5 separate regions of the Mus musculus genome follow, and all the other regions are linked to region 4. Evidence: chromatin contacts called from public Hi-C and HiChIP or PLAC-seq data. All regions are on one chromosome and are shown on one strand. Each heading gives the region's core, a stretch centred on a gene start, on an enhancer-like site or on the middle of the called end of the contact. The rest is flanking DNA. Distances are from core to core; before and after follow the strand shown.

Region 1 (4,443 bases), core at 1,059-3,558, 360 kb before region 4:
GTTAGAGGAAGCAGTTTTAAGGATTACTATCCATCTCTTACTTTAAAATGAAGCATCTCTTAAAAGTTTCATTCCTGTTATTTTAAAATGTATTGAGGTATTTGAAAATACCTCAAGTTATGCAGTGAATATGCATATTTGCTGAGATTAAACAATTGTGATGCATGATCAAAAGTTTTAAATATTTCCTTCTTGCTTCTTTTTCCCAATAAAGCATTGCAATAAAGTGATGAGGTCTCCTTTGTTCCCAAAAGTGATACTGGGAATGCTCTCAAAATCCTCCACTTTTTTGCTGGAACAAAATAATCTCAAAATACTTGTGCTGCTTTCATATCCAAGTTTATTTATGCTGACTACATATGTATGTAATCATAAGAAGTGTTACATTGTTTTCAGATTTTAAATTCATGTGAATGCTGTATTTGAATTTTCACACACCATTGTATTTTCAACATGTATCCTTGTTCATGTGCATAGAATTAGCTCATTTATTTTAATTGCCAAATGGGCTTTCATTGTCATTATGATGATAACATAATTCATTGGTGCATTGTTCAAAAGAGAATTGGCCCCCTGTATTTTGTACTTTAGTGGATGAAAACAAACAATCCAATGTTTCATTGGTGGTGGGGTCACTTTGCTACTAAAAATAGTAAGGATATTTTGTTCATTTGAATGTTCTAAACTGTGTTTTACCATGCTGAAAAAAATGTGAATGACAACTTTAAGTCTTTCTAGTCACTCACATCCCTGTGCAGAGGCAGTCATTATGCACTAGTTTGACGAAGTAGCTGTAGAGAGACTTCATTAACGCGGCCATGAAGGGAAAGAACTGGAGGACATGAAGGGAGGTGTGGCTGATTCCTATAGAACAGAGATGAGAATCGTGAGAAACAAAGAAAGATGCTCGGCCTGATGGGTCCAACACTACTGACCATTATTTACCCGTTATGGTGACAATGCACAGACACAGCAAAGAGTCAAGAGCCTGGCAGTGCGTTGTGCCCATGGAACTTGGGAGAAATATTTTTGGGAAGGTTCTGCCATCTCAGTGCACTAACCACTGAGCTATAACTTCTATGACCAGTAACATCAGCCTACCCCATCATTAAAGGCCATATCTTTTGTTCAAGCTTTCTGCTTAGGTAGTTAAAGACTTGAAGTTCTATTTAAAAAGTAAATGCAACTATGAATTTTAAATGCTACGGTGCTACTCAGTGTCGAGAGAAGCAAAGTTTGTTGACTCGAGGTCACTAATACCCATTTACCAGACCAAGTACAGAATGTTGCATGGTAAGGCATCATTTAATAGAAATTTAGGAATGGCAGCATTAAGGCCATTATCAGCAGCCTCTGATCTCTAAGAGTGTAATATTTCAATACACCTGTTCAGTAGGGTCAGCCGAGTGCAGAGGCAAAGTAAACATGTGCCTTTCAAATATATTTCAACTAATATGGGGCATAGGTAACCTTGCAGAAATCATGTTTTCACCCATCTGCCACAAGGCCTGAAATTCCTGTTACTTCGAATCATTTTCTCTGACTTCAGGCATTTTATGTAGAAAAATCTATGATATGAAATAAATAAAATTAAGTACTAAGCAAGTGATTATGCCTTTGATACTCATTTAAACTTTAGTGGAACATGGGCCTTTGAGATGTGGCTTAACAGGTAAGATCGTACATTGTTCATTCCAAAGGACCAGAGTTCAGTTCCCAGTGCCCACAAATCAACAACTCCAGGGGAACCAACCTTCTCTACTGGCTCCTGTGGGTACTCCGACACCTGCACTGCATAATCACAAAAAAACCCATGAATGAAAAATAAAACCTAAAAATGAAGGTCTTAAGCCCTTAATGTGAGTTTGTTCATAAGCTTTATTAGCAAATATAACTTAACAATATCAGAAAGAAAGATAAAAGCTAGGGTAGTTGTGTATCCTGATTTGATGAGTAAAGAGGAAAAAAAGATTATATTATAAAACTTAAAACCTGGTGAGATTGTCCATCCACAGTTGTGTATGTGAGTGTGATTGCATGGACACATGCGCAGACACCATAGGTGGTGGTAAGGATGTATTGTATGAGAAAAAAATCTATTTTCAGAAAAACATTAAAAAATATTGGAGGACTTAGAGCATCTAGAATACTTTTGACATTTTCAGCATGCCTTTGAGATAGAGAATTGAGCCTGAAGGGTTAATACCATTTCCCATCTAGAACAAATGCCACCCACCCCCTCAGTAGCTGATCTTGGCTAGATTCCTACCCAACTTCGGCCACTAGGAGGCAGTATGTTGTAGCAATTAGAATCTTAAGTTTTGACATCAGCTAGGCAAGGGTTCCAGACTGAAGCAAATAGGAGCTTGGAACCACTTTCGGCTTCATTTTTCATATTTTGAAAAAGTGGGCTAAAATCTGTTTACCACCGCATTGTACCGTGAGGATTAAATGAGATAGTGTATGCCGATTGACTGACATACACTTGATGTTCACAAAATCCAAATAAATCTAATTCCTAAATGATACATGGATCTATTCCAGCCGGAGGATATTTTTCTCTCTCACCCTTCTTCACTCACCTAGCCTTCCAAACTTCTCTCTTCCAAACAAATGCCGTGGACCCAGATGCAGAAAGCGTTCATTTTCATTAGAAGACTCTGGCAGGAAGCCAAAGCACTATCATCCGCTCATCTCCCGTGCATCTTAGTTCTCCTTTCATCTAATTACAGAGGTAACAGCAGGGGAAAGAGGTATCTTTTCAGCTAATGGAGGGAATGACTGAAACCCAGATGAGTAAAACCCTGAAGGGAAGGAGATCAAAGCTTGTAAGTTCAGAGTCCTTCTATCTCCCAGCTAAACTGCTGGGACCAAAGGGAGAACGTCAATGATTTCCTAACATCCGCTCATGTGCTTGTGAGTACCCAGATCCAGAACTCTTGCCTTGGAATGTGATGACTGTCTCACTGGGCTGCTCTGTTCCGCGGCATCAAGATTTCCCTTTGCATCATCTCCGGCTGTTTCATAGCACACCCTTGCTATCTGTAACAACGGAACTAGTCACTGAGCACTCTCTATCCGTCCTATGTTTAAAACATGATGCCGTGAGAGTCATACTTGGAAGAATAAGTACCAGAGAAGGCCCTTGCCTTTGTATCAATATCTCCTCTTCAATTCAGCTATCCAAAGTTGCAAATAAAATTTTCACTGAGGGATCTCTGGCAAATCGACCTATTGTTCCTATAGAACAACACGGAAATTTCCATTCTTAAAATTGAATTGACATGTAGAAACTACACCTTAGTTTCTAGTCCTTAATACAGAGCAGACTGACAACAGCCACTGTCTGGGACTTATGTAGAACTATTATTCTGCCGTCAACAATTGGCCCTGTATGTGGCTTAGTCAAGGATCTCAACTTCAAGGCTTTAGCTGTTTTGATGACTTCATTTATAAATTATTTCCCCAATTCTCATCAATCATCCACTCAAAAGTAGTCTGTCTATAAATTTCTTGGCATGTAAATTAGTTTTCCTCCATTACTACCTACTGAGAAAAGAATTTGTGGGCAGTTTAAAATTTGTGCTTATGACTACAGTTCTTTCTCATCTTTTAGAGTTTTGATACCTTTACAGTTTAACATATGACAAGGTTATAGATTCATAAAAACACCATTGATTTTTTTTTTAGGTTCTCCCCAAGATCAATCCCATGGTCAATTCATCTTGAAATGTAAGTGAATGGACTGCGGCTCTAAAGTCACCTCATTTGGAGGAGAAGGAATCCTATACTTGCCCTTAACTTTTCTGGGCAGACATTCAGAAAGAAACTCTGGCCCGTTAAGGAGCACAGCTGTACCCTGCAGGAAGAATGGAAAGGTCCTAGATGGGGTCTTGAATGCATGTCCTTACATGGTTCACATTGCAACCTAATGTACAGTTGCAGACCACCCCACCTGAGATAATAAATGAGAGACTCTCAGGGCTGTTGAGCACTTTGCAAATTTTCACAGTGGCTCAGCACAAACTTAGTTAGCACAGGTGTTCACATAATTGTGATTCATTGGAGAGATTCTCAGTGCTCAATAGCCCTCTCACTCCCTCTCCTCCTAGGGGGTGACTGAGTGTGAGTATATTGTGGGGAAATGTGCCATGCTGTCGGGCTTCACTGGTGCTTGGCTGAAGGGGACTGGGTTGATTAAAAAAGGAAAAAGAAAAAAAGAAAAAAGAAAGAAAGAAAGACCAGCTAACTGTGTCCAATTCTCTTCCTCCATTTGCTTAAGTTTTAGAAATGGCAGGATGACATGTATCCCACAGTTCCAAAGATGGAAACTAACTTTACATTGTAAGAAAGCAAAGCAAAGCAAACAAAAAGCTGTTGCAGAATTGGATAAGACTACTATGACTTTATACTGGGGTTGTTTAAAACGATTAAAGTTAGAAA
Region 2 (4,350 bases), core at 1,371-3,870, 420 kb before region 4:
GCTTGGCTTCAGGAGCATTGCACATTTTTATCATATCCCAACCCATCTTCTCATCATCTAATGGGCAAGACTAAAATTTTAGTTTGAAAGCAAATGATCCATTGGTTTTCCATGCTAGAGGAGAAACTTGGGAGCCTACAGAACTTTATCTCTTCATTGAAGAGATATAAAACATCATATTTAAAACTGGTAAACCTCTAGACTTACACATTATAGTCAACTGTACTAGCCTTTGCTTACTTACCAAAGATAAAGACAGTTGTTCTTGGATCTGAAAGCTGGTAATATCTCTTTCATTAGGATTTACATTATATTCCATAGTTGGGCACTGAGTTTTTTAATTATCAAAAGTATTTGAGGCCAGGGCGGCGGTGGCACAGCCTTTAATCTCAGCATTTGGGAGGCAGAGGCAGGCAGATTTCTGAGTTCGAGGCCAGCCTGGTCTACAAAGTAAGTTCCAGGACAGCCAGGGCTATACAGAGAAACCCTGTCTTGAAAAAACAAAACAAAACAAAACAAAACAAAAAAAACAACAAAAAACCAAAAGTATTTGAAAAAAGCCAGAAAATGCCTCCCTAATAACTATACACTAATTGTCACAGGTAGCATATATCACATATATCCATGGATAATTAATTTGAAATATATTTCTTAATAATTCTAAGAGCACTGGGGAATTTGATATGATGTAGCATGAGATTGGAAGTCAAAATTTCTGAACGTGAAAACACAGTTCACCAGGTCACTGTAAGACCTTTGAAGAGTTATTTAACCTCTAGAGAAATGTTTGATGAAATGCAGATTGTTTCAAGAATAGAATAAGATGTGTATAAACTCCTGATCATAGCACCTGGAAGATCAATGTTTTTTTTTTTCCTCTTATTCAAGTTGGGAAGATTTTTACATGGTAGACTGCTTTATTTTTAAATATTTATAGAGCTTTACCCCACATGACTATCCTTCCCATATTTTTAAACAGTCAAAATAAAAAGTTAAACATTTATCTTCTGTCACCTGAAGTCTAAATCTTTCATTATGTCCATATTAGAGGGCATTTCCTTAACTCTGGAGAAGTTGAGGTGCTTTGTAAGCATAAAACAAAATTAGTTTTCAGTTTCTCAAGTGAGAGATTGCTAGCCCAATGACTTGACCAAAAAAAAAAAAAAAAAAAAAATCAGCGACGTCCACCTGTGCCATATAATCTGCACACACTGCATTGAAATATCAATTTAGAAATGCCACTTTCCTGGAGCAGCAAGTAATTATCTGGAAGAAACATATTTTATCACTACCTGTAGCTCATATCAGGCAGCAAATCTTCAGTCCCTGGCGCATGATCCCATGTTTCCTTACAAATTGTGCTGCTGAGCTGTGCCGCATCGTAACACTTTTAAATAAGATCTTGACACCTCTGTCATTGTGCAGGCTAGGATCTAGACCACAGGAGCCCCCATCCCCCCCTTTAATTTGAACACAGTATTTTTCAACTAATGACAAGCATACATTATGTTTTTCCACTCTAACCAAGGCTCTAAAGCTATTTCAATTTGACTGGAGCGTTTTCTGCCAAATGGCTACACAGAGCACATTACCCACCAGAAAGCACCACGGTGATGAGCGCGCCCTGTCACCTATCCTGCGCGTCGATATGGGGGTTATTTGATTTGAAATTGGATTCTAGCCTTCCCTGATCTGCTGTGTAAATGGAGAAGCATGGGTTGAAGGAATTCTCAAAGTTTATGAAGAATAAACTCTGAGTCTTCTACTTTGAGTCTAGCAGAAGTTCTCATCTCAATGATAAATATTCAATGCTGAAAGGAGAAGAATATTTTTCTCTAATGGAAAGAAAACTTCGGAAAAATTATTCTATGCATGAATTTCTTCTGTGATACGAGTTGGGTGCAAGTTGCAGGCTTTTGTAGCAGGGTGGCTTTCTGACCCTTCTTTAAAGATTTAAGACTTAGTTCAGAAGTTCACTGAATGGGATGAGATGTGCTTCTTAAGTATGGAGCCTTCAAAAAATCTTCTAAATATATAATATTCTCAGCGAGACATGTCAGTCATTGTCAAGATGAAAGTCGTTTAAATGCTAAGTTCCTGGTAAACTGTGCCTGTGTTGTTGGGCCCTGTTCACAAAGCAATACCTTAGCTGTATGTGTAGAGCATACAAAAAAAAATAGGATTTTATTATGGTATGTTCAGTATCACTGAAGGCTGTGATGTGGGTTTGGAGGAAGGGAGTTTGCTATGCAAGTTACATGCTCATCACCACTATGTGTATGGCCCTCAGGGCAGCATAAAGAACTTCAGAGAAAACATATTAAATGGGCATGGGGAAGCATCCTTTTTGACCCACATGAAAGGGCCTTTGTGTAGATCTCATGAGCACAAGATTTTATTTTCAAGTGGATAAAGATGTGCGGTTTCTTTAGAATCAAAGGTAGATTGGCAACACTTTCTATAAATGGCAAGATAATTATGAGCGTATTTGGTATTCAGTGTAAAACATTCATCACTTTGAATAGTTTTGGCATCAAGGCAGCTGTAATAGGCAATCCCACAAGAGTTCCTTTGTAATTTAGCATTAAATGATGTCCCCTTATTGTGACGGCAGTTGAGAAGTTAAAAGACAGAGAAAGGAAGAAAGAAAACACAATTCTGTGCTCAGTCCAATGCAGCTCTGCCAGAGACTGGGTGGAAATTTGCTGTGAAATGATGACAAGAGCAGAGCTGATTTCCTGAGATAAAGAGCATTGACTGGTTTTGTGTTTGTGACAAATGTTAATGTGATCACATACCTTCTGTAGGCTAGTATCTACCTCACAAAAACAAACTGTTTCTAAAAACGTATAAAACTGCTTTCATTTTTACACTGAATGTGTGCTAGGCTGATTAGAATGGCACTGAATTCAACACGGCTTTCTGAGTCTATATCCTTTGTTTGAGGGTGTGTTGCAGCTACTCCAAGAGGTTAACTCCATTTCCCATCTCTTGAATCTGGATTGGCCATAGAACTTGCTTTGCCCTATGTGACAGAAGTGACAGCTTGCCAGGGTAGAGTCAGGGCTTCTTAATGACTCTCCTGAACGCTGGTCCAGCTGTCATGGGAATCGGCCAGGATTAGCCTGCTGGAGGACAAGAGGCATGGTGAATAGTGATGATTTATCCCAGTTGGAGCTGTTCTAGTCTTACCAGCCTCTAGTTGACCTGTGGCTGATGGCAAATTGCTGAGCAATCCTAGCAACATCATTGAAAGCTGGCCCAAAGCAGAAGGATCAGTCCCCATAGCCAAGTCTGTACTGCTCACTCCCATAACAGTAAGTTGAAAATTGGTCATTATTACAACCCACTCAATTGTGTGGAGCCTTGTCACACAGCACTAGATAACTATTTGGATGCTGTAGATTGAGAATCCAGATTAAGAAACATAAGGCTCAAGGTTTAGCTGCAATATTACTGAGTGAATGTGAAACCCCATTCTGGAAAGAATGATCTATCTTCCTTGTCTACCTTTGCTTCTGTAGCTTTCCGCTGCCAATGTCTTTTCCGATGGCCCACACTGGGTTTTTCTTTAAAGCTAGATGGTCTACTTATTCATGAAAGCTTTGATGACTTCTTTAATCTGCTGCTCAGAACTTTCTAGAATTAGAGGACTAACTGTATAATATCTTCCCTTTGTGTTGTTTTTAAGGCTAGTAATATTTTGCCCTTTGAAAGGACATGAGATTGTATCTTAACCATATTTATAACACTGAAATCAAATCACCTTTTGTATATATGTTCCTTTCCTTCTTTCTTCTTTTGCCTCCTCCTCCTCCTCCTCCTCCTCCTCCTCTTCTGCTATCTCCTCCTCCTCCTCCCCCTCTTCCTCCTCCTCATTTTTCATCTCCTTTGCCTTCCTTTTTCTGAGGCAGAATCCTGCCATTTATTCCTGACTAGCCTGAAGTTCACTGTATACCCCAGTCTGGCCTTAGACCGCTTATTCTTCTCCTTTTGCTTAGCAACAGCTTAGATGACAAGAATGAGGCACCACTCCAGGCTATCTTTACAATCTTGACAAAACTAAACAATACAAAAGCAATCAAATAAATACGATCATGAGTATGGGAAAGATACGACTCTGGGTCCCAGATTTCGCTCTGTGTTTTCGGTGCTGCCTTAGGATGTTGTTGGGTAGCTTCTAGAACTCTCAGTTAATCTAAACTTTAATTTATTATTACTGCTACTAGTGCATATTTACTTTGTTCTTATTTATTTGCCTCATTTTGCAAAGGTGAAAATTGAGCCCAGGAATTCTACATGTTAGACAAGTACTCTACAACCCAGCCTTTTTTTTTTTTTTTTTTTTTT
Region 3 (4,151 bases), core at 1,422-3,921, 430 kb after region 4:
GGAGTTTCTGGGGCAGGGGGAACAGGAAAGGGGATAATACTTGAAATGTAAATAAAGAAAATATCCAATTAAAAAAGGGGGAAAAGTGAGACAGTAAAGAACCTTATAGCTATCAATTAGAGAATGTACTTAGTATTTCGCTAATTCCACAATTAAACAAATCCAGTGAACATGAGGGAACTAGACTTTAAATCATCTTTTATTATAATCTAGCAATTAATTGACACAGGTTTTTAAAGGTTTTTCATTTCTATTCCTTTAGACTTTCCTGTCATTTATATGTTATTCCAAGACATATAAGTTAGTTTGAAATTACAGAAAAAAATCTAAATATGACTATTTTTTTAAGTCCTCTCACTTATGTCTACCTGAACATGATCTGAAAAGAATTCCTAGGTGAGACTGGTTTGAAAATTTAGTCAACTAATGTAATACAATGTACTAAATAACTGGGTAAAATAAAATGTTTGAAATAAGAATATATATTAAAATCTATATCTGATTTACAAGATGAATTAATACTTTTATCTAAAATTAAAGATTGGATGTTGATTGTACTAGTACATCAGTTAATACTATCACATGTTTCAATTTTTGATATAACTATAAAGAAATGCTTAACACTGAATACATTGATGGTCCTTCTTTCTATAAACTGAATACACACAGACACACACACACACACACACACACACACACACACACACACACACACACACACATATATCACATCACTCTAAAATATAAAACATTTAGGTTTCTTAAGTTTTATAAATTTTGAATAAATTCTTATGTGAAATTTAGCTTCAGAAGTATTTACAAATCAAAAACCCAAATTTATGGTTCTATCTTTATGGAAACCTTTGTCTAGCAGAACTTGGAATAGCATCTGAGCCCTTACTTCATTAGCAACGTGAACTTGGAACAGTCACTTGAACCTCTATACTAAAAGTTTCTCAGCTCTACCCATGATGTGTATTTGCTTATTGGTAATGTATAGCAAGCCAGACACAAGGCAGAGATTACAGTATATATTTAAGAATGGTAGCTTGTGACACAAAATAATATTGACTCATAAAAATTCCAATGAAATGTAACAATCTTCAAATTGCCAATTAAACTAATTATAATATGCCAAGATATAATTTGGATTCATTAGGTAATAACTGGTCATGACTAATACTAAATCTTAGGACAAAACATAAATAGAACACTTTTCTTCTTGTCAACCATGATTGTTTTGAATCAAGTCTTATATTCAACAATGAACTTCTGTGGTGGTTTTTGATTTATTCACTGGTCTACTTTTTTGCTCTGGCATAGTCTTGCATAACTGACAGGTCTCTGTGATTGTGAATTTTAATTTTTCCTCTAAGGGAAAAGAGGGTCAGACATGAGAATCTTCCTTTATAGATGCTGATCTAGCTTCTATAACATCTGAATAATATTCACCAAACATATAAAGGCTTAAAATTTAAGAGTTCTCTACTTGAACAAAGAATATTGCTACTCTGGATAATTTACTGGAGAACAATTTGCATTACCATTGATATACAGATCGATTAAATTACCACAATTATCCTTGTTTATAAAATGGAAATGAGGCACCAATCTCTTACAGTTGTTCAGAGAATTAAAAGTCAATTCGGTGCACATCATGGGTGTTTACTTCTTTACAGGTAGGAAGTTCTCATTAATTAGAGCATGTGTGATGATGGCAGTTGTCATGATGTAGGTGCAGAGACATGCCAAGAGAACCTGGGGACATAGGAGGGGGAGTTCAGTTGGTACAGTAGATTAGAGATTTACAAAATCTTCCTAAATAAATGATGCTATAGTACCTAGAGTGGATATCCAAGGCAAATAGTCCTCTCTTGAAGATACATATTTTAACATCTAATTATATTATGTACCACCTAATTAGAGAGCAGGAACGGGTCCACATAAAAATATAAGGGATTTATTCGAGATACAGTACATATAATGTTCACATAACTGAAGCAGCAGGAAGCACGATGTAAATCATTTTACTAAGTCAGATTAAAGGTGCTATCATTCATGGTTATGTAATACTATCTATAATTTCTGTGTTAAACTTGACATTATAAATCCTTTAATCTGCGTATTTAAAAGCCATTCTATGGCTCATTTTTCAAACAGATTCCCGTTAACACATTTACTGCTAATGAAGCACTAACGTGTTCTCTCTTTCTTAGATAAATGCTGTTGAACAACATTATTATTTGCTCCTCATATAATTATTTTTTTGGCTTTTTAATTTAATTGCTTCAATAAAAAATACACCAATAATGCATTTTTAATTACACTTCCCAGGTGACCTATGTAAAAAGAGGTTTTATAATGAAGCCGCAATAATTAGCCTGTCACAGTCCAGTTTGGGGCTATTGTCTAGTTGTCCTTTCTGTGGCTTGTTGTGGCATGACTAGAATTCTAAAGACCCTGTGTATTATCTCCCATAATACTTAGGAAGGTATTAAAAATGTGTGCAATACTGGCAGAAGCAGGCTTTCTAATTATTGTCAGCTATTTCTAGTGTGACGTGGTAAATTCCCTTGAGAATAGAAACAACAGCCCACTCCAGGGTTTGTAATAGGCCCTAGAGCCTAAGTAGTTGTAGACAGAGCTGTTTCCCTCCGGATAGATAATTGGTTTACATAGCAGCTCAACATCTGAACCAAACCCATTTTTTTTCTATTGTGATTTCACTGTTTACTCTAATATACATAAACTATTTTGTTATATTAAATAGTGTATGACTCATTTCTTAACAGCTGAGTAAATTTGCATGGTGTGCCTCACCTGGAATACTAATGACTCTTAGGCCAGCCCAATTTTTTCAATGCTTGAAATATTAAATATTTCATTTCTTAAGAATACATGCTTACTATATATAATGAGTTCTGGCAACTTGTTAAGTGTGATTTTATTTAAGTTCTATTTCTACATGAGAAACACTGTTTCCACTTAGCAAGGCAACTGATATTCAAAAACTTTAAGGATGCTTGTGGTAAAAAGGCACTGTCATTGATTATTAACAAATACGTGTTATTGTGTGCATACGATAATTAGTGACAATATAGTGACAGATTTAAAGCAAACAAATCACATCTGCTTCCCAAAAGTGTGTGATTCTTGATTTCAAAACAGAAATAAACACACTGAAGTACATGGAAATTTGAATTGAGCTTAAATAATTTCAGTTGTCTGGTTAACGAGCTATAGTGCTTAGCATTGTATTCATTTTTTATTAGTTATTTTCTTTATTTACATTTCAAATGTTATTGCCCTTTCCCGACCCCCACCGAAACCCTCTATTCTCATTCCCCCTCCCCTGCTCCTATGAGGGTGTTCCCCCACCCACCCTCTCCTGCCTCCCTTCCCTGGTATTCCCCTACACTGTGGCATCGAGCCTTCCCAGGACCAAGGACCTCTCCTCCCATTGATGCCCGACAAGGTCATCCTTGGCTACATTTGGCTGGAGCCAGGAGTTCCTCCATATGTACTCCTTTGTTGGTGGTTTAGTTCCTGGGAGCTGGGGGGTGGGGGGTGTGGCGAGGGCGGGTCTGGTTGGTTGGTATTGTACTTTCTATGGGATTACAATCCCCTTCAGCTTCTTCAGTCCTTTCTTTAACCCCTCCACTGGGGGCCCTGTGCTCAGTCCACTGGTTGGCTGAGAGCATCTGCCTCTGTATCTGTCAGGCTCTGACAGACCTATCAATTTCACTTGTGAATGTTTCTCTTTTAAGTTTCGAAATATCATCATCAACTTATTTCTCAAGCCCAAACTAAGAAAAAGCAAAAGGATGGTTGTTACACGTGAGCCAGACCTCTCCACAGAATCTAGAACCTCTTTCCAGCCTCTTATTCTTTTTCTCAAGGTTTCATTCTCTGTGTTCCAGTTGAAGCCAGGACACTTGAAACATCACATGTGCTGTTTTCCCAGGCATAAGTATTGTTTGTGTATTCCGTGGAACCAGGAAGTAAAATAGTATCAATTAACTGGACCCCTCAGAGCTCCCAAGGAATAAACCACAAACCAAAGAAAGAGTACACATGGGTCTGTCCATGGCACCCGCCAAATATGAAGCAGAAAACTGACTCATCTGACAACAGCGAGGGGGGAGGTGCTT
Region 4 (4,468 bases), core at 1,704-4,203:
CCCAGACAAGACCTGTAAACTTTCATGATGAATGGGAATGGGTTATGATGACCATTACAATGTTATTTATTCTTAGTGCATAACTGAAGAGATGGCTATAAAAAAATGTAAACCTGGCACACAAAGCCATAGCCATTGTGAAAAGAATTATTAATTTAACATAAAGTGATTGGCAAAAAGCAGCTTTTGCTTATACATAAGAGTGAAAGTTAGAAATCCTTCAGTGGCAAACCCTCTGTGGATATTACTCCACAGTGTGCGTGCATTTAGGTGAGACCCTTTTCCTCTGAGCTACATTAGATGTTATACAATTTAAAACTGTAAGTATATGCAGTACTCTGTCGCTACCTTTTTAACGACTTCACGGTTAAATTATATCCACTGGTAGGTCCAACAATGGATTTAATAATATTTCAATGAATACATAAGAAAATTGGAAGAAGTGCTTGCTATTATCTATGAATGAACTTTTTCTCATCACACCTTCTCCTTCCCCCTTTAAGGATAAGGGTTATTTTCTTTTAGATTTTGTTAGTGAATTGTCTTAAGTCTTGTATTTGTGTTGTTTGGTGGCTAGTGAATGCACACACACACACACACACACACACACACACACACACTCACACACACATACACACACACACACACACACACACACACACAGACACACACACACAGACACACACACACACACACACACACACACACACACACACACACACACACACATGTTCAGTATTCTGAGCTAGACCACGAACTCTAATTTCAGTCTTAGGGATTTAGTGTTGAAGGTTGATTAGCTCTTCTGTCTGATTTTTTTTTCACCGACAAGGACAGAGCAGTCTTGCTTGACTGGCACAGAGCATCTATAGATGTACAGACGTCTTCCGCGTGTCACATCACAAATGGGTAATAAACGAAATTAAAAGAGATTTGAAGATTTAGAAAGTCCTCTACACATTCTCTAACAGCGAGTCACAGTTTCCTACAGTTATTTCTTCGTAGTAAAACCCAATGGGCAACTTTTCTTAGTATTGGTTTAAAAGCTGTCTCCTAAAATGTAGAGTCTCCGTATTCTCTGTTGCCTCAGAATACAGTTCTTCTGCTTCGTTTCCAATCCTAGTTAAAAAAAAAAAATCCAGAAATCTATTCTAAATAGAAATCTAATTCTTAACAAACATTATTTTTGATATCCAGTTCTCTTTTCTTTTTAATTGTCATCTGCCCAGATTTAACCATTTAATTTATTGTGATAAGTGCATCTATTGAGATGCAAGAAAATCTCAAATGAAGAAAGAAATGAATTTCTAAGTATATGTTTGGCCTTTTATGAGAGCTGGAGTTTTGTCTATTAAAGCTCCAGCCTAGAAGCTAGCAGACATACGGACAGACATGCGGACAGTGAGGAAGGACATTCTTCCTAAACAAGTGTATTTTCTGCTCCAACCTTCAAAGTAACATTTTCAGCTAGATGGCCTCCTGGTCGAATACATAATTTGCCTCTTGCATTCTCAGCTTAGTTGAAATATAGAGGACTGGACATCCAGCAGGCCAAAGTATAAACTCACCATTTATCTATTAAAGTCATATTTAATGAAAATGAAGAGAAATTATTGCCCAACTCTCTCTTTCTCTCATTACAATTCCTTAAGAACTTTGCCGGGCACATTATCTCGTAGACATCATGATCAAATGTTATTGTTTGCTTTATTATCTCAGTTGGATGGTTGGCTAGTCTAGGATGAAATAGGTTGAAGGCAATCCTCTCAGCCCAGAAGTCTGAATGAGGTTCCCATTCAAATGATCCTGATTGTTTGGGGGTGGGGCGGGGTGATTAGTAAACCAACTGAGCTTACACTGCATAGTAAGCGTCTGGATGCAGCACATTTACATCTAACAAGAGACCCCAGAAAACGTGTGTGTGTTTCTTAAACCTTATGTTGCGAACAAAAGGCTATCTCAGCCACAGACAATCAGCACGGCACTGCTCCCTGGGATGCGAGCCACACACTCAACTGCACATTTCATTCTTCCTCAGCTCCCAGCACCACAAAGCCCCGACTCTCTTCCTTCTCCTGGGTCCCCAGATTGCTCCATAGCGGGGGGCTGGGAAAGCTGAAGCCCCAGGTCTCTGCCTGCGCACCAACAGCCCTCACCGTGGGCCCCCGGGCGCTGCTCTCCCCTGCCCGAGCCGCCTGGGGGAGGTAGGGAGGGGAGCCGGGGGAGCTTGAGAGGGGACCGCACACCTAGATACTTAGGGTTTTTATTTATTCCCGGGGAGGTGGAGGCGGTGAAGTGGGTTCAAGCTGATCTGCCTCCCCAACTTGCCTCTCCCTAGCAGATAAAGTCATTTTCGGACTGGTGCGGGGAGCCTCGGGGATAGGGGACGTCCCGGCTCCACGTCCCGGTCCCCGTCCCGTGCGCGCAGCAGCAGGGAGGGCTGGCCAGGCTACGGTGGTGACCGGAGGACCGGGGAGGGGCCCTCAGGGACGCGCGATCGCGCGTGGACAGCGGGGCTCGCTTCCCCCGGGGGCGTCGCTCCCCGCGCGCGGGCTGGGCCGGGCTCCGCGTCCCCGCGCGCCGGCATGACCTCGGGGCCCCCTCCGGGCCGCGGGAGCGCAGCTGTGAGGCTGGGCGGCCGCCGAGGCCCGGGCCGTGTAACATGACCCGGCGGCCGGCCATTGCGCCCTCCCTGTCCGCCCGCGGCCGGGCGCCGCTCGCCGCCTCCCGCCTCCGCTCCCCCTGCAGTCCCGGCCCGCGCCGCCGCTCCCTCCCGGGGCTCCCGGCCCGCCGCGCTCCAACGCCCGCCTCTCGCCACTGCCTCCCGACGCCCGGCCGCGCGGCCGCCTGCGTCTCTTTCTCCCTCTCTCCTTTGAAAACTGATCTTTGGCTCTTAGTGTGAAAGTGATTTGAATTTGGCTCGGCGGCGCTCTGCGCCTGCGCTCAGCCTCTGGCATGCTGGCTCCTTCCAAGCAGCTGTTTTGGGTTTGAAATTCCAACATGGCAGAGGCTGCAGTCCGTCTTCCCTTCAAAAACTTGGAATGATTTCAAATCATAGGCACCTTCACTTAACCCTAGCTTCCATTCATCAGCAAACACATCGGATCGATGCTACGCTAACCTATCGGGAGCTCGCTCTGCGCGTCCAGGTAAGGAGAGCTTCGTAGTTTTTTACCATCTGTTTAAATTTTTTGTTTTTGTTTTATTTTTAAAGAATATAGATAGATCCAAGACCTGTAGTGAGAAGAGGTCTCAGAGTTGTGCCGTAAACAGTAAATTTAATTTGCATTCGTTTCTATTTTGTACGCCAACCTGCTGTCTAATTTCTCTGTACAAAGTAGCCCTGAAACATTATGATGCATATTTCTGCAGCTTAATCGTTATAACAATAGTATGGGATTAAGAGTTCGTGACTGCAAGAATCTCGCTTTTCGCGATATTGGGCTTACTCACTACTATCTTTTTACCTCAAAAAATAAAAAAAATAAAATAAGAAAGCGGAGCCATAGGGTGGGGCTAGACTTTCTTCGGGAACTAACTTCTAAGTAAATAAGAAGTGTAAATAAGAATCTTGCACACACACAAAAAGTTGAGGTTAAATTACAATCTCGTGGCTGGGGGATCGAGAAAAATGTCAGAGGATCGGTTGCAGAAAACTGTAAGCACATCATGCGGGAGGGGGTACAGCGTGGTGGGCGTATTGTTGGCAAGGAACGGGAGAGAAAGATGTATAATTTAATGGTATATACAATCCACTGATCCTATTACCGTCCTCCCCGGAGCTCTTGTTAGTTTCAATGGGAGTGAGTGAAATTGACATGGACTTGTATTCCCGGTCATGTGCTTTTTTTCCTTTCTTTCTTCTCCTGTGATCTGAGATCCCCTTTTTGTTGATGTTGCTTTCCCCCTTAATTATATGCATGTAGGTTAAATGAATACCTGACGAAAGGGCCCACGTTTCAAGGCAGTGACATTTGATAGCTGAGAGGAAAAGTGGCTTTAATGAAAAGCAACCTTTGGAATTCCTGCTTGTGAGAAATCCAATTCAGCTTTTTGTGCTACCAGCAAGAAATGATCAGTAGCACCAGTGTTTATGGTATGTCAGTTTTGGAATTTACTTCCTTTGCATTTAAATAGGGAAGACAAATTAAATAGCATGATAAAAACCATTGGAGGCTGCTTGGGAACCAGATGCTCATGATGTCCAATTCTTTTTAAACATGTCTATGTCTGTTTATTTTAATCTGTCACTGTGCTTTTTTTTTTTTTTTTGTATTTGCTTTCACTTCTTTATGCATTTCAGTTTTTATTAATATGTTATTTGCGGACACTTTCATTGGCTTTAGCTCTAATCTTGAAGTTGCATGTTTCTATTAATGCTCTCAACAGGGGTGAAGTCAAATGGTATGTAAATTAGTTAAACTCGGGGTGGGATTTTTGTTGTTGTTGTTGTTTTGGGGTGGGGGTT
Region 5 (4,519 bases), core at 1,967-4,466, 320 kb before region 4:
ACTGAAGGAGTTGAAGAGGTTTGCAACCCCATAGGAAGAACAACAAAATCAAACAACCAGACCTCCCAAAACTCCCAGAGCTCCCAGAGATTAAACCACCAACCAAAGAGTACACATGGAGGGGCCCATGACTCCAGCTGCATATATTGCAGAGGATGGCCTTATCTGGCATCAATGGGAGAAGAGGCTCTTGATCCTGTTAAATATTAATGTCCCAGTGTAGGGGAATGCCAGGGCAGTGAGGTGGAGTGGGTGGGTGGGTGGAGGAGTACCTTTATAGAAGCAGGGGGAGAGGGAAGGGAGGGAATTTGTGGAGGGGAAACTGGAAAGGGGATACAATTTGAAATATAAATAAATAAAATATCCAATAAAAAAGAATTGCTAGATTCCTTACACATTCAAGTTGGAAAACTAAGAGCTACACATTCTATAACAATGTGGTATATTAGGAAATGTTTAATAACCACCCTTCCATCTCTGTACTACTTTTATAGTACTCTCTGGGAGAAAATTAGCAATCCTTACCACTGTGATTTTAGGTTTGGCTCTATAGCATATTTTGATTGATGGAATAAGTACCACCCTGCTAACTATGTTATATGAGTAAACTATAATAAGAAAGACACGTTTCAAAATCACAGTGTTAATAGAAAATAATATGGGTGTCTAAGTTGAGAATTCCCTGAACCGACAAAGTCTGTTCCATCCTGGGAGCAAAACTCATTGAGCTCTTGCAAATGCTTGCTACAATCACACACATCCCACAGCTGGCGTTGCACAGAAAGCTAGGGTTCCCTTTTGAGTTCTTATCCTTGCTAATAAAATAATTGAGTAATATACCAGGAAGAAAGCTCAAGGAAAATTTTTGTTAGATTCAAGAAGGAAGTCAGTGTCACAGGCAAGCTAGGAATCCTACCAACTACAGGCAAAGAGAGGTAGAAAAAAACAGAGAAAGTTATGACTCTTGAGTTAGGGTCAAAGAAAACTGACATGCTTATCAATGGAGTCGTTTAGCAGCTACATGGAAGGTGGTGAGATAAAGGAGACTTCACAGAATTAGTGAGAACGCCCAGTAAACCTAGGAAAATTTGCTTAGAAAGGGGGAAGTCCATCCATTTGGCTAGGAATTTCATAAATTCATTCTTTTTAATAGCTGAGTAGTACTCCATTGTGTAGATGTACCACATTTTCTGTATCCATTCCTCTGTTGAGGGGCATCTGGGTTCTTTCCAGCTTCTGGCTATTATAAATAAGGCTGCTATGAACATAGTGGAGCATGTGTCCTTCTTACCAGTTGGGGCATCTTCTGGATATATGCCCAGGAGAGGTATTGCTGGATCCTCCGGTAGTACTATGTCCAATTTTCTGAGGAACCGCCAGACTGATTTCCAGAGTGGTTGTACAAGTCTGCAATCCCACCAACAATGGAGGAGTGTTCCTCTTTCTCCACATCCACGCCAGCATCTGCTGTCACCTGAATTTTTGATCTTAGCCATTCTGACTGGTGTGAGGTGGAATCTCAGGGTTGTTTTGATTTGCATTTCCCTGATGATTAAGAACGTTGAACATTTTTTCAGGTGCTTCTCTGCCATTCGGTATTCCTCAGGTGAGAATTCTTTGTTCAGTTCTGAGCCCCATTTTTTAATGGGGTTGTTCGATTTTCTGAAGTCCACCTTCTTGAGTTCTTTATATATGTTGGATATTAGTCCCCTATCTGATTTAGGATAGGTAAAGATCCTTTCCCAATCTGTTGGTGGTCTTTTTGTCTTGTTGACGGTGTCTTTTGCCTTGCAGAAACTTTGGAGTTTCATTAGGTCCCATTTGTCAATTCTCGATCTTACAGCACATGCCATTGCTGTTCTGTTCAGGAATTTTCCCCCTGTGCCCATATCTTCAAGGCTTTTCCCCACTTTCTCCTCTATAAGTTTCAGTGACCATGTAGAGACTGCCATATCCAGGGATCCACCCCATAATCAGCATCCTAACGCTGACACCATTGCATACCCTAGCAAGATTTTATCGAAAGGACCCAGATGTAGCTATCTCTTGTGAGACTATGCCGGGACCTAGCAAACACAGAAATGGATGCTCACAGTCAGCTAATGGATGGATCACAGGGCTCCCAATGGAGGAGCTAGAGAAAGAACCCAAGGAGCTAAAGGGATCTGCAACCCTATAGGTGGAACAACATTATGAACTAACCAGTACCCCGGAGCTCTTGACTCTAGCTGCATATGTATCAAAAGATGGCCTAGTCGGCCATCACTGGAAAGAGAGGCCCATTGGACAAGCAAACTTTGTATGCCCCAGTACAGGGGAACGCCAGGGCCAAAAAGGGGGAGTGGGTGTGTAGGGGAGTGGGGGTGGGTGGGTATGGGGGACTTTTGGTATAGCATTGGAAATGTAAATGAGCTAAATACCTAATAAAAAATGGAAAAAAAAAAAAGAAAGGGGGAAGTTCTGAGATTAGAATTCAAAGAGTGAGTAGCCTTAACACTGGATATCCAAAAACTACTTTCAAGAAGTGTTGGGAGTAGTACAAATACATCATCTCATTGAAGGGACAGTCTTCCCATCTGCTTAGCATGTCTTCAAGAGAGTCATATTTCCTATCTGGTGTTCTCCCAGCCAGGTGATTGACAAGTCAGAATTAACTCTTAAGGGATGAAACCAGGATATGTAATGTTGATCTTTGGAGCAGATCAGAATGTTACATGTCTGCTCAAGGCCAAAGATGTATTCATTCTTTTCATCAGGATGATTAAGAAGGGGTATTTTAATATTTTCTTTTTGAGTGCTATCAATGTAATGGGTTCCAAAGCTGACCATAAGAGATGGTTCCATTCTCAACAGCCTCCAAAGCTACCAATCCCTACCTACTACATAATTGTGCCTCTCAAAGATGCAATAAAACCATCGCCCTCCTTCACTCCTCTGCTGTCTCAAACCCTCATTTGAATAACCTGGCTATACGCATTGCATTGACTTCCCCCTTCATTTTGTATTTAGGATCCCACTGCTTGGTTGGACTGTTCTGTTGGGGATATAATAAACATTTAGAAAGTTTAACTTGATCAGCTTTTATTTTGATATGAAGTACTCTTTTAGTTTGAAAATAAACATAAGATGATTAAAAACAGATGTTTTATATCAAAACGACTGTGAGGAAAGGAATGCTACTGGCAACAGCTGACTAGTACACATACTAAGCACAGAAACTGAACAAAGATGACCAAGAAAAATTGCAACACAGTGTGACACCTTCTAAAGATCTTAAAAATGCTTTGCTTTATACTTCTGTGTAATTGATACACATGTCACCTCTGTCACTTGCTGGTTATCCTCCAAAATTCAAGAAGCAGTTTCACTAACAGTGTGACTGAAAATATCAGAGTGTGTGTGTGTTTGTGTGTGTGTGTGTGTGTGTGTGTGAGAGAGAGAGAGAGAGAGAGAGAGAGAGAGGAAGAGGAAGAAGAAGAAGAGGAGGAGGAGGAGGAGGAGGAGGAGGAGGAGGAGGAGGAGGAGGAGGAGGAGAAGAAGAAGAAGAAGAAGAAGAAGAAGAAGAAGAAGAAGAAGAAGAAGAAGAAGAAGAAGAAGAAGAAGAAGAAGAAGAAGAAGAAGAAGAAGAAGAAGAAGAAGGCATGCAAAGACTAACACTATTTTAAAGCTTTCTATGGGGAAGTTTTTATCTCATTATAATGAAAAGTTGGAAGGCATTCTCTTTTTAAATGATTGCAAAGTTTAAAATGCAAGTTGGGAATTCACATGAATGCCTAGAACTATGAGTCACTGAAAAATCCTGGAAATGCTGTTAAAACAGACCCAGAGTCCTCCTCCCAGGAAGGCTTTCTAAAACATTGTAATTCTTAGGAATATGCAGATGATGGGATAGAGACATCTCAAGGTTTTTTGTTCTTTCCAGTTTGGTAGTTTTTCCAGAGTTATTGAAGAATAATTTCCAAAAACATCCCTGTATTTCTTATTTCTGTACATTGCACAAAGTGATGTTTTTATTTGTGCATACACTTAATAAGATGTGTACAATCAAGTAAATTAAGTTTTACTTTTTTGGTGGAGTAAAAATATTTCAGTTACTGTACTTTTTTTTGTTGTTTGTTTTTTTGTTTTTTGAGACAGGTTTTCTCTGTGTAGCACTGGCTGTCCTAAAACACACTTTGCAGACCAGTCTGGCCTCAAACTCAGAAATCCACCTGCCTCTGCCTCCCAAGTGCTGGGATTAAAGGCGTGCGCCAACACGCTCGGCTTGATGCTGTACTTTTTAATAGTTATAAATTTAAATTACAACCATACTGTCCAAAAGTCACCCCTACCTAACCATCACAACTGCGTGGTTATAATCTCTGACCAACATGTCTCCTTTCCCCCTTTTGGCACGGTCTTCACCAGACCTTGGCAATTACTAATTGTGTATTCTGCTGCTGTGATTTCAGTTTCTATACAGATTCCACAGGTAACATCCTCTGTTGTTTTGCCTTTTGATGCTTATTTCTGTTAGGTT

Evidence for each region. A called contact is a pair of places that touch in the nucleus more often than the background predicts. HiChIP or PLAC-seq counts read pairs in DNA pulled down with a chosen protein or histone mark.
Region 1: a contact with region 4 is called in a Hi-C map of the N1E-115 cell line, with 9 times the contacts expected there. The contact joins the enhancer-like site here to the promoter of Fign in region 4. A contact is called at or near these places in 10 of 39 promoter capture datasets (the C10 cell line, cranial neural crest, embryonic stem cells and 6 more), 22 of 484 Hi-C or Micro-C datasets (the AtT-20 cell line, the HL-1 cell line, the N1E-115 cell line and 13 more), 18 of 115 datasets of contacts at active chromatin or transcription factors (craniofacial prominence, differentiating embryonic stem cells, embryonic basal ganglia and 12 more) and 2 of 9 other capture datasets (adipose tissue and embryonic stem cells).
Region 2: a contact with region 4 is called in an H3K4me3 HiChIP or PLAC-seq map of neural tube, with 3 times the contacts expected there. The contact joins the enhancer-like site here to the promoter of Fign in region 4. A contact is called at or near these places in 7 of 39 promoter capture datasets (the C10 cell line, cranial neural crest, hippocampal neurons and 3 more), 1 of 484 Hi-C or Micro-C datasets (cerebellum) and 4 of 115 datasets of contacts at active chromatin or transcription factors (embryonic forebrain, embryonic midbrain, forebrain and 1 more).
Region 3: an H3K4me3 HiChIP or PLAC-seq map of embryonic basal ganglia shows a contact between it and region 4, with 3 times the contacts expected there. The contact joins the enhancer-like site here to the promoter of Fign in region 4. A contact is called at or near these places in 3 of 39 promoter capture datasets (frontonasal cranial neural crest, second pharyngeal arch cranial neural crest and stem cell-derived epiblast-like cells) and 8 of 115 datasets of contacts at active chromatin or transcription factors (astrocytes, craniofacial prominence, embryonic basal ganglia and 5 more).
Region 5: an H3K27ac HiChIP or PLAC-seq map of embryonic fibroblasts shows a contact between it and region 4, with 10 times the contacts expected there. The contact joins the enhancer-like site here to the promoter of Fign in region 4. A contact is called at or near these places in 2 of 39 promoter capture datasets (frontonasal cranial neural crest and liver), 2 of 484 Hi-C or Micro-C datasets (the N1E-115 cell line and adipose-derived mesenchymal stem cells), 4 of 115 datasets of contacts at active chromatin or transcription factors (craniofacial prominence, embryonic fibroblasts, fibro-adipogenic progenitors and 1 more) and 1 of 9 other capture datasets (pancreatic islet).

The regions. Positions count from the first base shown.
Region 1 is chr2:64,456,211-64,460,653 of GRCm38.p6, reverse strand. No RefSeq gene overlaps it. Among named protein-coding and RNA genes, the nearest start is that of Gm13575, 65 kb to the right of the region's middle. Within about 2 kb of position 2,308, at least 5 of the 459 cell types and tissues checked have an H3K27ac peak or open chromatin away from gene starts, as enhancers often do. A contact at or near this core is called in the AtT-20 cell line and the N1E-115 cell line, where this site is marked.
Region 2 is chr2:64,521,176-64,525,525 of GRCm38.p6, reverse strand. No RefSeq gene overlaps it. Among named protein-coding and RNA genes, the nearest start is that of Gm13575, 130 kb to the right of the region's middle. Within about 2 kb of position 2,620, at least 7 of the 459 cell types and tissues checked have an H3K27ac peak or open chromatin away from gene starts, as enhancers often do. A contact at or near this core is called in neural tube, where this site is marked.
Region 3 is chr2:63,668,266-63,672,416 of GRCm38.p6, reverse strand. No RefSeq gene overlaps it. Among named protein-coding and RNA genes, the nearest start is that of Gm8541, 95 kb to the right of the region's middle. Within about 2 kb of position 2,671, at least 11 of the 459 cell types and tissues checked have an H3K27ac peak or open chromatin away from gene starts, as enhancers often do. A contact at or near this core is called in embryonic basal ganglia, where this site is marked.
Region 4 is chr2:64,096,523-64,100,990 of GRCm38.p6, reverse strand. It overlaps Fign (fidgetin), which reads left to right and starts at 2,953. Exons shown (of 4, transcript NM_001267846.1): 1 at 2,953-3,149; 2 at 3,927-4,096.
Region 5 is chr2:64,412,723-64,417,241 of GRCm38.p6, reverse strand. No RefSeq gene overlaps it. Among named protein-coding and RNA genes, the nearest start is that of Gm13575, 21 kb to the right of the region's middle. Within about 2 kb of position 3,216, at least 14 of the 459 cell types and tissues checked have an H3K27ac peak or open chromatin away from gene starts, as enhancers often do. A contact at or near this core is called in adipose-derived mesenchymal stem cells, embryonic fibroblasts and fibro-adipogenic progenitors, where this site is marked.